Linked DNA regions of Sus scrofa: region 1 is linked to region 2. The links are chromatin contacts, called in public Hi-C maps. All regions are on one chromosome and are shown on one strand. The core of a region is the stretch at or near the end of the contact, and the rest is flanking DNA. Distances in the headings are between cores, read along the strand shown. Region 1 overlaps LOC100511937 (phosphatidylinositol 3-kinase regulatory subunit gamma). Region 2 has its middle 5.1 kb from the start of TSPAN1.

Region 1 (4,026 bases), core at 693-3,192, 170 kb after region 2:
ACTCGGACATTGGTCAGTGTACCTCCTCTTGCCTTGCCCTTGTTTCTCAGAGATGAGGAATGGTGTTCTTTGTGTGGGCTGGTGAGCTTTGAATCATAAAATGAAGTTGGTGCTTGTGTGGTGTTTCCTTAGCCTAAAGAATAATCTGTCCTTCGAAACCCTTGTTCCTTGTTTGTATGAGTAAAGAAAAGGTGTGATCCGGTGTTTTAGATGCTCGAGATACCAAACAGTGACGCTGGACAGCACGCTTCCGTGTGCTTCCCCGAGGTTAAAGGCCCTGCAGAATAGTCACCATGGTTTGCTGTCCCTTCATCTCCTGTCCTCTGCTGGGTGGGGCCCTGGGGAGCCACAGGTGGCCAGGGCTGTAGCTGAAAGGGAGCCAGTAAAGTGGGTTCAGGGACTTCAGTAAATCGCAGACCCAGAGGCTCTAGTGTCAAGGGTGAGGGTTGTACCACATCACCCCTGTGCTTCCATACACTGGCTTCTGAGGCTTCCGCAAGGAAAGGAAAGGATGGATTGGAAATTAGGCTCTTAGTCAAAGCCGTCTGGACGCTTTTCTCTGTCTTTTTTTTTTTTTTTGGTGTCATCTTGCCATTAAGACAATGTGCAGGCCGTCCTTAGGCGTCAGTGGCCCCGATTATAGGCCAGGAATCTTCCACTCCGTGTGGGTGAGATCTTCCGGCGGAGCAAAGCTGGGCATCAGTCACGCCTGCCTCCACTGCGCCCACCGCCGTCTGTCCACACTCACTTGACAGATACAATCCAGTTGCCTCCGAGCCAATCCTAGAGCCGTAACAGGCCCCAGGTGAGTGAGTGGTGCGAGCCCAAAGCTGTGCAGTCAGGTATCCCGGCTGCTAGAGAAGCCACCGTCTTGAGTCTTGGAGCGTAAGAGTTACAGCTAGGAAAGCTCTAGTTCGGGGGATGAAAGACAGTATTTTGCTTTCCCCGAGCACTTATCTTGGTGAGGGGGTCTAGAATGGACCGTGACATAGAAATAGACATAGATGAAAAATCTGAGGAAAAACCTCCCGAGTTACTAACAGGATAAGAAGGGGGCATATCTTTGGCTTCTCCTTGGTTATGTCGCAACTTCAGGATTGGGTGAGGCAGATAAATGAAACCCGCTCCAGGGTCACTGTTCTGACCTAAGCTCTTAACCGAGAGCCAGCTGGACATTCTTCCCCAAATTGCCGGATTGAAATCTTGCTGGTTTTACTGAGTAATGCCAGACTGACTGCTACCAGGCGTGCCTGGATGGCTTTGCGCCTGGGGTCGAACCCACTTGAGCAGCAAGCTGCTCGGGATTGGGCGCAGGGAATCCCTTCGTCTGGTTCTAAAACTCGGTGTTCCAAATGTCTCTTACAAGAAATGGAAACAAGGCTGAGGATACATGCCTCTGACATCAGACTGTGTTCTGCTCCTTGTCTGGCGGGCGTTAGGGTGTGCAGAGAGCGGGCGAGCACCATCCACTGTCTGCACTTGGCGGGCTCATGGGGCAGGGCTGCTCTTCCCAAGCCCCACGTTCCTTCATGCTCTTCTCTCCTTGTTCGTTCTGGAGTTCGTTGCTTTGTGGGAACTAAGACCTAGAGACATTTGGAGAATTTGGCAAGTATTTGCTTGATCTCGAGCCTGTGGAGATGGTATCGGGACCAGTCTGGTAACTACGTGGAGGGTCCTGTGCATCCCCTTTGCTCCATGGTCTTGGCACAGACCCTGGCCTCCTTCCTCGGGATCCCCTCTGTCCTGTCCCACCCTCTGGGCCCTGGGCTTCTCTCTTGGCATCTGAACTGTAGCCTCCCTGAGGCAGAGTAGCGACAGACCACAACCAGAGGGGCTTATTGTTTTCCTGGCTAGAAAAGCTGGCCACCAGTGGGGCAGCAGCGTGGGGCTGGCTGGACCCTGGTCCTCCACCCATCTTTCCTAGGTGGAGCTTTCATCACAGAACAGTGCTGTCTCCATCTGGCCACGGATGCTAACTGAACCTTGGCCATGGCTCAGGCCTGTACAGGCTAGCTTTATCCTCACCACTGATTTGGCCAAGGTTGTGCACTTCCTAGTATCTTGCCCTACCCTGTCTCCACGCCTGGATGGGACCTCATGTGCTTTGAAGAAGCTTTGAGAGCCAGTGTGGTGTCTTCCATGGGTCTCCTCTCCCTGCAGCAAGAAACTAGCCTCATGGGTCCCCTTGAGCCAAATATCATCTGGGCAAGTCCTGGTTCCTCGAGGTGGTCTCTGTTGCCAGTTAAGACTCCTTAGTAGGTCTCTGTGCCTCAGTGGCCTCAAAGCAGAGGGTCCAGAGGGTCTCTGCTGTCAACTGCTCAGCCTTGCTCGAGCTCCAGCCACTTGTGACAACCAACCTTGTTCCCTTACCAATTCCAGCATGTGACTTTGGTGCCCTGTTGTTACTCGTGAAAAACCTCTTCTTCTGTTGTCTTTGATGTAGTCAAAAAAATTCATGTAGTTACGTAACAATATCTGATTCACAAGGAAGCCAACTCTATGTCTTGTGTTGGGACAGTTCATAATGTAGTTCCTAGACCACTTTTGCGAATTGTTCTTGTCACCAGATGTGTTCAGACATTGCTGTGCAGTTGTGGGGAAGGGAGGGGGAAGGTGAGGGAGATAAACGTTTCGGTCTTTTTGTTTTTACCTTCCCCAGGAGGGGACAGTCTGGTCAACTTGCTCCAATAGCGCAATAAAGACATTGCAATAAAGCGCCTCTTTGTCCTCATGCTGGGGCGGGTGGGGGGGGGGGCAAGGAAGAGGCCCGGGGTGTTTTTCCAGCCCTGAAACTTGCAGACCTTCTCCTTGACGAGCTGCAGCGAGGCCACCCGAGGCACGCTTCTTCTCTGGAGAGGACGTCCGCTCCATCAGCCGTGATGCCAGAATCTTGTCGACCAACACGGGACGCGGGGAGACGCACAGAACTAACTCTGAGAGCCCTCCCTTTCCTCCTCACCCTGTTCCCACCAGACAGCCAGTCACTTGCCTCTCGTCACACCTTTCTGCCCAGAAATGTTTGCACGTTCTAGCGAGGGCGTAGGGGACGCGGGCTCGCTCTGAGTCCATCCTCCTGTGGCCCCAGGCCCTCTCGTCCTGCCACAAAACCGTTGAGAACATAGCAAAAATGGGACCACCTCTGTGGACACAGGGCCCTGCAGTTCTCATCCTTGTCACTCAGGCCCCACCCATGTGTGATGAATTACAAATCAGACCGTAGGGCAGTAATACATAATGTATTTTGTCTTTTTAGGGTGGCACCTGCGGCATATGGAGGTTCTCAGGCCAGGGGTCAAATCAGAGCTACAGCTGTCGGCCAACGCCACAGCCACAGCCACATCAGATCCAAGCCGTGTCTGCGACCTACACCACAGCTCAGGGCAACCCCAGATCCTTTAACCCACTGAGCGAGGCCAGGGATCAAACCCTCGTCCTCATGGATGCTCGTTGGGTTCGTTAACCACTGAGCCACATCGGAACGCCAATAATCTGTAGTTTAGATGGCCTCGCCTCCATCCTCCTCCCCACCACTCTTAGCTCCATGGCGTCCCCAGGGCCACTGCTGGGAACCAGGAATGATTTCCCCCAACCCAGGAGCTTTTTCCCACTCAGCACGGGACACTCAAATTCCTCTCTGTAGCCCAGTCCGCTCTTCTGCACTCCGCCTGCTGCCTGGACATCTCCTCTGGGGCTCTGGGGGTCCCACAGGCACTGCCGCCTTTGTTTACAGAGGAAACACATGGTGGGTTATGAACTCCCTACCTTCCTGCCCCGGATCTATAACTGGGTCTGTATCCACATAACTGGTCTCCTCCTCTCATCTGTTCAATTTCAAAAGGCGGCCCTCCTCTAAAAGCCCATCTCTCCCACCTTCTCAGGACTCCTGTGAATTCTCTACTAGTTTCCTCTCCCCTGGATGATCCACTGACATCCAAACATGGTTGGGTCTCACTCCACTTACTCTCTACTCACACCTTTTGGAAAAAAAAAATCTAAATTCATCCTTTTTTTATGTCCTCTCTTGGG
Region 2 (4,026 bases), core at 1,368-3,867:
GTTTACATTGCTAAGGTGGATGAGTGAGAAAGTAAGGGAGTGACTTTTCCCTCCTCAGAATTCCTCTTCCCGAGGGGCTAAGCTGGGGTTCTCTGGCTCTTGGGCTGGACCCTGACCTCTAGGGTGGGAGGGGGGTGCTGGGCACCAGGGCCTGCAATAAAGAGCAGCACCCCAGGCAGACGGCCTATGTCACAGAGGCCTTAGCTGCCCTGGCCAGTAGCATCCTCAGGCACATGACAAAAGCTTCCTGTGCCCATGGGGCCTGCTCAGCTTGTCCGGGCCCCGCGGCCCCGGGGCTTACCTTCCCCCTACCGCAGGCCAGGTATCGGCTGGCCTCGGCCCCGGTTTCCCAGGATGTTCAAGTGCAGCCGCAGACGGTACCGGCAGAACCCCAAGGCCCAGATGCCACCACGGCAGCCCCCCATCTTGCTCCCGTGGCCACGGACATCAACACCGGCCACACTGCCACCACCAGGGTGTGGATCCTTCCACCGCAAGGTTAGCCGAGGGCCCTGAGACGGGGTGGGGGAGGGCCGGGGTGGGGAACAGGGCCGCTGAACCTTCCCCCACCTTGGCCCTGCACAGGCCCTCCAGGGGACATACCCCAAAGGCATGGTGGCATCCTGGTGGCAGGCATCCCGACATCTGAGGTCTGAGAGCCTTAATACAGGATGTATCGGCTGGAAGTGGAGGGTTTGGGGAAACGGGTGCATTTAAGAGCAGTGGAACTTCCAGAACTGCTGCCTTTCTCACCCTCTTCCCTCTCCTTCCTCTCCTCAGTTCTCCGACACCTTTGTCCGCCTGGCAGCTTTCTGATCATCTAGAAATGCCCAGAAACAAGTCCAGAAGCTTGGCCGGCTCCGGACCTGCACCTCCGCTGGGCCGTGGGTGGTGAACAGCAGGCAAATACAGTCATTTCTGCTTCAGTCGCCTTACTCTGCTCCGGGGTGTCCCAGCTGACTACGCGGGTCGTGAGGGCAGGGCTGGGGCCGAATGCTCCCGGGTCAGGCTTTCGCGACAGCAGCAGGCATGACGCATGACGGGAAGACAGTGCAAGGACAGAACAAGGTCGGCAGTGCACACCCCCTCTCCGTCCTGGGTCTCAGCTTTTGATCTGCCCTATGAGGTGGGGACCTTCCTGCCTTCACTCGCATCCGCACAGGGAAAAGGGGCTCCTCCCGAGACACCTCAGAAGGTGTAGGGAGCCAGGTCCCTGGGGAGGGAGGTAGAGATCTGATCCAACCAGATCTCAGGGCTCCGGTGTAACCCACGAGTGCCGGCGCGTGAGGTCTATGTGGCTTCGTGTGCCTGGCGTGGTCAGTGTGTGGGAGACCAGGAGAGTGGGGGGTCTAAGCAGACACAAGGCTGAGTGTGCTTTCGCAACAAAGGTGCCTCTGTGGCCCACTGAGTGTGTCAAGGTGTGTTTGGGAGGGGGCGAGTGGGCCAGACAGAGGCAGGCATCGGCTCCTCCAGGAAGAATGAAGGTCAAGGGAGGGATGAGGGGGGGCGCCTGGAGGAGGACAGGGCTCGCTTCCGAGAGGGTTCCCTTCAGCCCCCCAGCCCTTCTGGGAGGCTGGTATTTTCCAGGACTAAGAGCTGAGCCGGGCATTTGGGGGCGGGGACGGCCGAGCTGGAGCCCAGAAAGGGGGCGGGTGTGAAGCCCGCAGCCTGGGGATTTTCCGTTTGGATTTCGGCGTGTGCGCCCACGTGTCATGGGTGTCACTGGGTTTCTGTGGGGTGTGTCTCCATGGAGTTGTGTCTCGGGGCAGGAAACCTCGGGAGAGGCTCTGTCTCTAATGTGTCACTTGATGCCTGATGTGGTGTGTGTCCCGAGGGTCCACCATGTGGCTCCAGCTCTAGGGCTCCCTTCCTTGAGGGCTGAGTGTGGGAGGGACTCCTGAGACGTTCGGCCTGGCCTCCTGGGGTCCCAGAAGACGGTGAGGAACAAATGCATTCTGTCTGCTCATTCACTCCAAGGCCTGCCGGAGCCTGGGACCCTGAGGGCAGGAGGGGAGCAGACAGCCTGGGTGGAGGATGAGGTTTAGGGGGGGGCGCTGAACCTCCATCAGACCTGGAAGCTGGCTAGGCTAGTCCCCCAGGCCCACACGGGGGCCCACACATACAAAGACACATGACACAGTTCAGGAGCACTTGCAGACATGAAAGTGTAACAGGACTCACAGATACATAGTAAAACAATACATACCTGCCTATAAGTACCTGCCTATAAACAGATTCACACACCTACACAAAAGCACCCAAACCTCCCCACACGACACATGTAACAACATACACACATGCCTACCAATGAACACACACAGACACAAACATACATGCACCTAGATACAGCACACAGGCATATAGACAGACACATGCAATCATACTCATGCAAACCCAGGCACACACAGACACACACACATGCAAACACACTCACCAGCCTTCCCAGCCCCTGCGGCCCTGGGACCCAGAAGCCTCCCTCCCCTGTGTGTGAGTGTGTGTGTGTGTGTGTTGTGTGTGTATGCATGCCCACACTTGTGTCTCTGTGTATCTGGGTCTGTGCGTGTGTGTCTGTGTGACTGAGGGGTTGCTGAGCTGTGGGAACTCAATGACATCACCGCTTCTGGCTATTTTTAGCTCCCTCTGCAATGAGGGCCCTTCACTGCCCCTCCCCTTCCAGGTTCCCAGCTCTCCTCCCCCTTCGGGCTCTCAGAGGCTGGTACAGCCAGTGGGCACCCACCACCCCAGTCTAGGTGTCCCCCTGGATGACCGAGAATACAGTTCACTCTCTCCCACCCCCAGCCAGAGCTCCCTGGAGGCTGGGAACCCTGGGCACCCCGGCCAGAGGAGGCGGCTTGGGCCGAATGGCAGCCCAGAGAAGGGGCCTGTGTTAGGTGAGCTGACCTGGCTGGTCTCCAGGCCCTCGGGGGCGCCTCCTTCTGCTTTGCAATCTGTAACTGTGTGTCTGTCAGTGGTGCCTGCTATGTGCCAGGGAGGATGCCAAGTTCTGGAGATAGAGCTGTGAGCAAGGCAGTGGGAGTTCTTCCTGGTGGGAGCTGCAGCTCAGTGGGAGACAGAGCTTCAACAGAACACGCCGGCAGGGCCCGGGATGGCGGCGAGGGCTCTGCACGTTGGTGACGAGGGGTCTTAATCTGGAATGTGGGTCTCTGTCCGTCTCCCATCGAGGTGACCTGAGGAAACCAAAGGGACATGGTCCCTTTACCTCTGCACCTCTCACCCCAACAACCACACCCCCAGAACTCCACAGAGGTGTGTGTCCTTCTCACACCCACAGCCGTGCTCCCGGCACCGCACCGACCCACCCTCCAAGGGGTGGTCCATTGCCATTTGCCTCTCCCTTTTCTCTGGAGCTTGCCCACAGTTGAGCCCTAGGAGGCGGGCAGGTGTTTCTCATCTATGGATGAGAAACCTGAGGACCAGAGAGGGGCGGTGCTGGGCCACACCTCCCAATGCAGCCCAGGGAGCAGCCCAGGGAGATGGCAGGAAGATGGAATGAGGAAATGGTGCTGGCGCCGGGGTAAAGGAGCAGAGGGTGAGGTCAGCAGGTGGAGGAGGGGGAGGGGGACAGGGACTGAGGGCTTCCTGCCTGGAGGAGGCCTTCCCGCTCTACCCAGCCTGGGCAACCACTGGAAAATCGGGTCTGGCAGCTTCAGCCAAGCCGCAGGGCTGGAGGAGTGGTCCAGACTGCGCCTGGGAGGCAGCCTAGGGGCGGGCCCATCCTCTAGCAGAGAATCTGGCTAAATGGTCTCATAGAGGGAGCCTTTTATAAGACTGGGGTCCTTTGGACAGTGTGGGGCCGAATAGCTCTGGGCCGAAGGAGCCCAGAATTTCAGTCCTTGTTCTGCTCCGAACCCCTGTGTGAGCCTTAGAAAGTCCTGCCCCTTTCCCGGCCTCCGTGGGCCCTCTGGAGATGGGGCTCTGGAGGATCAGGTTCCCCACCCCCAAGCCTGCTCTCCTGTTTTCTTGGGAGCCTGATTCAGGCACAGGAACATACAGCCAATGGGTAGG

Evidence for each region. A called contact is a pair of places that touch in the nucleus more often than the background predicts.
Region 1: a contact with region 2 is called in a Hi-C map of omental adipose tissue, with 2.1 times the contacts expected there. The contact joins two enhancer-like sites. A contact is called at or near these places in 1 of 5 promoter capture datasets (liver), 35 of 47 Hi-C or Micro-C datasets (adipocytes, adipose tissue, alveolar macrophages and 18 more) and 2 of 2 datasets of contacts at active chromatin or transcription factors (alveolar macrophages and skeletal muscle).

Annotation. Positions count from the first base shown.
Region 1 is chr6:165,399,954-165,403,979 of Sscrofa11.1, forward strand. LOC100511937 (phosphatidylinositol 3-kinase regulatory subunit gamma) reads left to right here. Exons shown (of 10, transcript XM_013999442.2): 10 at 1-2,715. Among named protein-coding and RNA genes, the nearest start is that of TSPAN1, 170 kb to the left of the region's middle. Within about 2 kb of position 1,943, at least 4 of the 83 cell types and tissues checked have an H3K27ac peak or open chromatin away from gene starts, as enhancers often do. A contact at or near this core is called in omental adipose tissue, where this site is marked.
Region 2 is chr6:165,232,589-165,236,614 of Sscrofa11.1, forward strand. No RefSeq gene overlaps it. Among named protein-coding and RNA genes, the nearest start is that of TSPAN1, 5.1 kb to the left of the region's middle. Within about 2 kb of position 2,618, at least 51 of the 83 cell types and tissues checked have an H3K27ac peak or open chromatin away from gene starts, as enhancers often do. A contact at or near this core is called in omental adipose tissue, where this site is marked.